2 separate regions of the Mus musculus genome follow, and region 1 is linked to region 2. The links are chromatin contacts, called in public HiChIP or PLAC-seq maps. All regions are on one chromosome and are shown on one strand. The core of a region is the stretch at or near the end of the contact, and the rest is flanking DNA. Distances in the headings are between cores, read along the strand shown. Region 1 overlaps Rnf216 (ring finger protein 216). Region 2 overlaps Iqce (IQ motif containing E).

The links. HiChIP or PLAC-seq counts read pairs in DNA pulled down with a chosen protein or histone mark.
Region 1: an H3K27ac HiChIP or PLAC-seq map of large pre-B cells shows a contact between it and region 2, with 6 times the contacts expected there. The contact joins two enhancer-like sites. A contact is called at or near these places in 1 of 39 promoter capture datasets (the 3T3-L1 cell line) and 1 of 115 datasets of contacts at active chromatin or transcription factors (large pre-B cells).

Annotation. Positions count from the first base shown.
Region 1 is chr5:143,048,718-143,052,483 of GRCm38.p6, reverse strand. All of the region lies in intron 13 of Rnf216 (ring finger protein 216), which reads left to right. Gm43380 (a long non-coding RNA gene) reads right to left here. Exons shown (of 3, transcript XR_003955828.1): 2 at 1-3,766. Among named protein-coding and RNA genes, the nearest start is that of Gm43380, 12 kb to the right of the region's middle. Within about 2 kb of position 1,698, at least 119 of the 459 cell types and tissues checked have an H3K27ac peak or open chromatin away from gene starts, as enhancers often do.
Region 2 is chr5:140,661,591-140,664,995 of GRCm38.p6, reverse strand. It overlaps Iqce (IQ motif containing E), which reads left to right. Exons shown (of 23, transcript NM_028833.3): 23 at 1-1,491. Among named protein-coding and RNA genes, the nearest start is that of Ttyh3, 14 kb to the right of the region's middle. Within about 2 kb of position 1,880, at least 107 of the 459 cell types and tissues checked have an H3K27ac peak or open chromatin away from gene starts, as enhancers often do.

The sequences.
Region 1 (3,766 bases), core at 449-2,948, 2.4 Mb before region 2:
GCTTGGGTTTTATTTGAAAAGAAAAGAGCTCCTTGAAGACTAGGAGCCAGTGATTGTGGGGCCACTGAGGGGCGTCGCTGCTCTGCCGATGCTGCTCGAGGCTCCCCAGGCTTCTCCAGGCTCCCTGTCCTCTCCTCCCTTCCCCTCTGCTCCACTCCCTCTTTTTTCTTTCTTTCTTTTTTTAATCTTTCAAAATGTGTCTTTGTAGCCAAGGATGACCTTGAACTTCTGATCAGGTGGTGGGGTGACCCTCGTGACCTGCATTATTCAGTTCATGCAGTCCTGAGAACTCGGCATCATGCACACTAGACAAGCACCCCACTACTGGGCTATATTCCCAACCCCCTTTCCTTTTCGTTTTCTTTTCCTTTTTCTTTGTGATACTCAAATATGGCCATGCTTGAGGGAAAGTCCTGGGGTGAGTCATGGATCCCAAAACCGAAAATTAAGTCTGTCACTTATCCATGTCTCACATAGCAAGAAATGCAGTTGCTGCAGTTATCACATGGTGACGCCAGCCTTCCTGCAACCACCATCCCTTCTCCAGCCCGCACCAAAGAATCCCTTCCTAGTGCTCTTCCTAGCAGTGTACTTGGCCCTGCAGGTTGGCACACAGGCTTCTGAAGGCTTTCATTCCGTTTCATTGTATTGAGCAGGAGCCACAGCAGCCCAGTCTCCCAGATCCACTGAAGACAGAGTGAGCAGCACCTTTGTCTTTAGCCTTTTAATACTTGCTTCTCTTCCTACATTCAGTCAGCTTTGCCATTCAGGCTCCTGAGTTTTACCAATTTGTTTTATTGTTGGTTCTCCAGCTAGCTGTGCTGGACTTACGGGTAGGCACCACTATACCTAAGTTTTATCTTTAAGAGCAGTATTTTGTGTTTTGATGTTAGTTCTCATCCAGGAGATCATGTGTCATAGTTATCTAAAGCAACCCTCTCATTGATAATAAAGTGAGATACGTAGAATTACTGTTAGTCATCAATACAATTTTATATCCCATTCCAGAAAACACAAGACGCATGGGAGTCTGTTACATGGGAGCCTCTGTTAAAGGCTCAGAGCAAGACATGGAATGCAGTGTGTGAGCTTCCTGCTCCATTCCCTCTTTCTGAATGTCGAGGCATAGCTTTTTATTTTCCTATAAGGAATTCAGTAGCTAAAGGATGGCTTGAGACAAGAGTGTCCACCTTCTTGGCATGTACATATGTTAGTAGAGATTTAAAAAAAAATCAATTGGGGGTGGTGGTGGCTAGAGAGATGTCTCAGCGGTTCTGAGGTCCTGAGTTCAATTCCCAGCACCCACATGGTGGCTCACAACCATCTGTAATGGGACCTGATGCCCTCTTCTGGTGTGTCTGAAGACAGCTACAGTGTATTCATCATACATAAAATAAATAAATAAATCTTTAAAAAAGGGGGATTCAGTTTGGCTGACCATCTCTCCCCTTGTTCTTCCTAGAATGAAATGAAGGATAGCTCCCTCCTCCTTTTTTCTTTGTGGCTCATAAGTACTTGAGTGTGTGATACAGTATGCAGTGAGTTCACTTCAGCGTCATTTACTGTTAAATCACACTTGTATTATATATTTTTCCCTCAGGCAACTAATAATTAAAAGAAGAGTAAACATTGCTGGAAGTGCTTTCAACTTCACCCAGTCTGTGCTTCTAAAAACAAAAGGCCTGTTGTCCCCACCAGCCAGCTATAGTGTCTGTGATGTCAGTGGGAGTGTGCTGTGCTAAGCCATGCTCTCATCTTCAGGTTGGCTCCTTTCCTCTAGGAAACAGGAAGGTGTATTGACTGTGACAGGCGTTACTGCTGTGTTGGTACAGAATTCTAAGCCATTCTTCATGATCGGCGCAAATCCTCAAACCCTTAGCAAAATGGCTTCCAGTTAGATGCAGCTCAGTACTTGCCTAGCATGGATGGAATCCTGGGTTTCTGGTTTACAGCACTGAATAAGCTGGGTATTATGACACATGCTTATAATCTTAGCGTTCCCAGCGAGGTTTAGGACAGCTGAGCTGCACAGAGAAAGCCTGGTTGGGGAAAGGGGTTCCTAATTCTTTCAGTACTTTCACTTTCACATCCTTGAAAATGCAAATAGAGTCTTTTATCCCTTTTCTTGATGAGCTACTTTCTGGGTGGGTGGATAGGCGGTGTGTTTGATTTTCCTGGGTCTGGGACACCTCACATCTGGGATCATTTTCTCTGTATCTGCTTAGTTCAGAATCTTGGAAAGAGCAGTGGGGTTATACTAGAAATACTTCAGTGTCACTTAACTCCGTGGTGCTAGGAAAAGGGTCCTTCAAGACTGTCTTTGCTTCAGAGATAGCTGCCTGTGAACTCTTTAATGTCTAGAAATTTCACATATTCCTTAATTTTTAGCTTTTAATTTAGAACCTGGCGTTCCTGACAGGCACAATCAATTGACCATGACAATGAATCCAGTTGGGCTGGTCAGGGCCTGTGCTTTCATCTTTAAGACCTTCTGTAGGAAACAGTCCGTTGCTGCAAATAGCACTGCGTCTGATGGCTGCTCTGGCAAGTTTCCAAAAACCTTTCTCTTGTATTCTAAATAAGTGAATGATTCTAACAGAGCAGTGAAGGCTGTCTCTTGTGAGACTATGCCGGGGCCTGGCAAACACAGAAGTGGATGCTCACAGTCAGCTATTGGATTTATAACAGGGCCCCCAATGGAGGAGCTAGAGAAAGTACCCAAGGAGCTGAAGGGATCTGCAATCCTATAGGTGGAACAACAATATGAACTAACCAATACCCCTTCAGAGCTCGTGACTCTAGCTGCATATCAATCAGAAGATGGCCTAGTCGGCCATCAGTGGAAAGAGAGGCCCATTGGTCATTGCAAACTTTATATGCCTCAGTACAGGGGAACGCCAGGGCCAAGAAGTGGGAGTGGGTGGGTAGAGGAGTAGGTGGGGGAGCGTGTGAGGGACTTTTGGGATAGCATTGGAAATGTAAACGAAATAAATACCCAATTAAAAAAAAAAAAAAAAGAACAGAGCAGTGAAGTAGAATTGTCACTGGAACACTCAGTAGGTGACTCTGCCTGCCCATGGCTCTGGTAGTTCCCAGCAGCAACTCCTGCTCATTGGAAAGACATTCAAAAACTGAACTATGTGGTCATCAACAGAACATTCACCCTGACTTCCTCACCAGAGAAACAGGAGTGCCATTCCTTCCTATTCCATCTATCCCTCCTCAGGGCTCTGGGCTCTGGAAAGAGACCAGAGAGCTTGTGGCAATCCAAGTCTCCCTGGGGGTTTTCAGGCACACACTATTCCTGCAAGGGAAGGCTGGCCATCTTACTGCTCTCCTCCAGGATGCTGTGTTGGAGCAGTCTTCTCTCATGCTGACTGTCACATAGAAGGTAGGCCCCGAGGGCTGAGAAGTCACTGAGCTTAACAGGACTCAAGTGAGAGGAGCTCAACTGCAGAAACAAGAAGTTTCCAAGGTGCTGGGTCCAGGTCACATTGCAAGAAGGAAAAGGGGTCATTATTTGCAAGTTCAAATCTCTAAGTCCTTAAAAGTAAGTCTTTGCAGGCTGAGGTGTGACTCAGCAGTCAGTCACTTGCCTTACTCAAGTTAGGCCCTGGAATTAGGCTTACAGAGAGAGAGAGAGAGGGAGAGAGGAGAAAACTGTTTATTCAGGCACATTTTTAAAGCTCAGTATGGGCCAAGATTGTATCTGCATTCTTCTCTCCATTTCTACAGTGTATGCTTCATGGAATTTTTTACATAGTTT
Region 2 (3,405 bases), core at 631-3,130:
CAGGTGCTACAGCTAAGCCTCCCGAGCCCACAGCAAGATGCAGTCATAGAAGAGCCAGCAAGAACCTATGGCCATCAGGGTCCCTAACTGAGTCCTTGTCCCATGGGCTCCTTGTTCCTCCCGGTTTTCTCCCCCACTGCCTCCATCACCCGCCCCAGGAGGATGAACTCTGGGAAGAGGTACCAGGCAGCGTCATCACAGAGTGGTCCAGCCACTAATGAGAAGCAGCCCGAGGATGGCTCAGGTCACCCAGACACAAGGCAAGGCAGCAGGGCCAGGAGGCAGGCAGCCCATTGTCCCAGAGGAGATATGTCTCAGGGAAGGACAAATTCCAGTACAGCCCTGTAACTGGGTGTGCAGAGGTACCTGCAGGTGACCGGTGCCATCTGGCACCCTCAGCATCTGGCAGCTTGAGGTGTTGGTCCCTTGTCTGTGAAATTAGCTCCTGGCAGTGGGTGAGAATGAGGGACTTTGGGCTTAGACAGGGTTTTAGGAGTATCCAGGCTCCATGTAACTTAGGCCTGCTGCCCAAGTGTCCCCTCCAGAGTGCCTGTTAGACTGGCTGCTGGTGGTCTCCATAGGTCACTGGAGATGGAACTTCCTGGTCCCATAGAACTGAGATTTGTCTCAAGGAAAACCTAATAAGGTTCTTTCTTGGAGTAGACCAGTGGGGACCCCCAAGAGGTTTGCTTTTGGGGACCATTTAGTTCCTGGCACCCTTCTCTACAAAACACTTGCCTGATAGGACGTTCAGGAAGTGAGCTGGGCTTGCCAGTTAGAGACCAGGAAGAGGGAGGGCCCAGCTTTGTCTACCTGCTCCTGGAAGGTTTAAGCACCCCTAATACTCTGATGGGACCAGGGACAGCTGCCTCCCATTTTTCTCCACCAGGGGGCAAAACACAACGCAGCCATGGCCTGGAGGCTGCCTGCCAAGGTAGTTTCTCAGTGAACTGGTGGTAACTTTACTCACATAGCAGCCGCCTGGAGCCCTCTGTAGATCTGCTTCCTTGTCAGAACTTGGCTGTGTTCCCTGTGATTGCTGCCACCCCTTAAAGCCTCAGACACCACCCACTAAGACACAAGACGGCGGCTACAGGTGGCCCTCATGTGCCTGTACCTTTCCCGGGGCCAGGAGTGTCCATGTGCCACTGCTCTGTCCCCTCCCTTATTTAACTGCAGCCATCTGTGCATTGAGTGTTCCGAGTGAGCAAACAGTCAGGGTGGGGTGTTTTCACCCCCTTCACCTGGGGGGGGGTGCTCCACCTCAGGAAGGGGTTATGCAAGATGGCACTCTAGCTGCAGGGCCAACCTGTGCACCCAGCCTGGCCAGTGGGCAATGAGGTCTGATCAGCCCCCGCACTTGGGTTTTCTAAGAACCTGCCTCTGAAACACAGGAAAGCTGTAGCCTTCCCATCCTTTGGTGTAGCAGCTCATCTATTAAAGGCAAAGCCTGTCTTGAAGCTGCCCCAGTAAATGAGGGTGAAGCCTGAAGCCTCTGCCTTTGGCAGGTGTCCGTCCTGTGTTCTGTGCTCTCCACCCACGCGCCATTGCCAGAGCAGACTGCCCCTGGCTGTCTGCATCAGAGAAAGTGCCCGGGGGAGGGGGGCGTGGTAGCCTATCTGGGGTGCAGGGGCAGTACAGTGAGCTCCCGCTGACTTCTCCAGGAGCCGATGTGGGAACTGGAAGTCCTGCCGGCCTGAACGGCACCTGATCTGTAAGACAAGAGTCCTTGTGCTTGGCTTGGTTGTGTAGGCACAAGTTCTCCAAGCCTGACTGGCCAGCCAGGGCCATTGGCAAAACAAAAACTACTGAGGGGTGAGGTATATGCCAATTGCCAGGGACTGTGGTAGGGTGGGGGGTGGGTCGAGGAAAGAGGAAGAAGAGTAGAGGCTGTGGGTTGGGCCAAGCCCTCTGGGAGTGTGCTGGTCTTGGACGCAGCCAGCTGTGGACTGGCAGTGGGGCCTTAAGAAGCAGCAAACTTCATCCCTGGGGGTGAGTAGGAGTGGAGACCTTTGTAAGGACCTCTGACCTCAGCATTCAGAACCAAAGGAGGCCCAGGTATGTGCAGAGCTGGGTCAGTGACGTCACTGTGCCCTGATTTCCACAGCAACAGCTCCACATCACCTTGTGCTTAAAGAGCAGGAGTGAGCCTTCTGTGTAGGCTGGTAGGTAGCTCATCTCTAAAAGAGCCCGTGCTCGCTTTGTGACCCCGCCCGATGGGTGGCTGTCAGTCTGCTGACCGAGGCCTCACTCACTGCTGTAGCTGACCTGTGCGCAGAGCTGAAAAAGTGAAAGGCTACGCACACCGCTCACGTTTACACACGCGCTTGCCTGAGGCTCTGAGCCTCTCTGGAGAGTGCACAGGAAGCCAGCAGGGACCTCAAAAGCCAGGAACAGACTGGAGCCATCCTCCTTGAAGATGCTGCCCCTATGAAAAAAAAAAGCAAGATCTGGGAAACTCTGCTCCCCTCTGCTCCCCTTGTTTCACCTCCACCCACCAGATGCAGCTGAGGAGGAAGCACAGAGAGGAGGCTGATACAAACCAGGCTTCCCAAAACTAGCAAAACAGACATCAGTGAGCTGCGTGTGGGTGGGAGCAAACCTGCGGAGATCGGAATCAGACTCTGTAGTGAGCTTTTTTTATATGGCGCCGGGGATGGGGCCCAGGTCCTTCTTTTGTTACTCTACCACTGAGCCACACCTCCAACCCCAAAGGTGCAGTCTTAATGCAGTATGACCGCATGGTCATGCCACATTCAGAGGGGCTTGAAGCCACCAAGACCACAGTCCCTGTAGGCCGCCTGATGGGTAACCAGAACTAATTTCCCAGGGCCCTGTGCCTGGCGTTTGTGTAAAACCCCACAGCACATGGGAGCTTTTTGTAGGTCCACTCATTTCAGTTTCAAGGAGCGACTGTGCCTGAATGACCCTGACTGCAGGTGCCGGCTGGATTCTGTCTGATAAATGTCTATTTTTGTCTCCCGAGGAGGGGAGAGAGGACTGTGCCTTCAGTCTCACAGAGACAGAGCCCTCTCTGTGAAGAGACCAATCATTAGAAAAAGAGGGAAGATTGGAGCAGAACAGATGTCTTTAAACCTATAAATACCTTCCCGGGAAAGCACTCTCAACTTTGAGATCTAAATAAAAATTCCAGTATATCCTGGTCAAACTAATTGCAAATTCCTCCTTGGGGAGGGGGAAGCCATACGTTCCTGGGTGGCTCGGAAGCTCTGAGGGCCAGAGACGGCTGGCTGACATGGAGCCTGTGGCCCTCTCCTGAGGTTCTTACCTACTTGGGGGTCACGGGGATCTGCATACAGCAGCCATACTGCAATCTCGACTAACCTGTCCAGTGCAGGCCGCAGCTGGGCAGGCACCTGTCAGAGCGCCTGCATCCACAAGCTG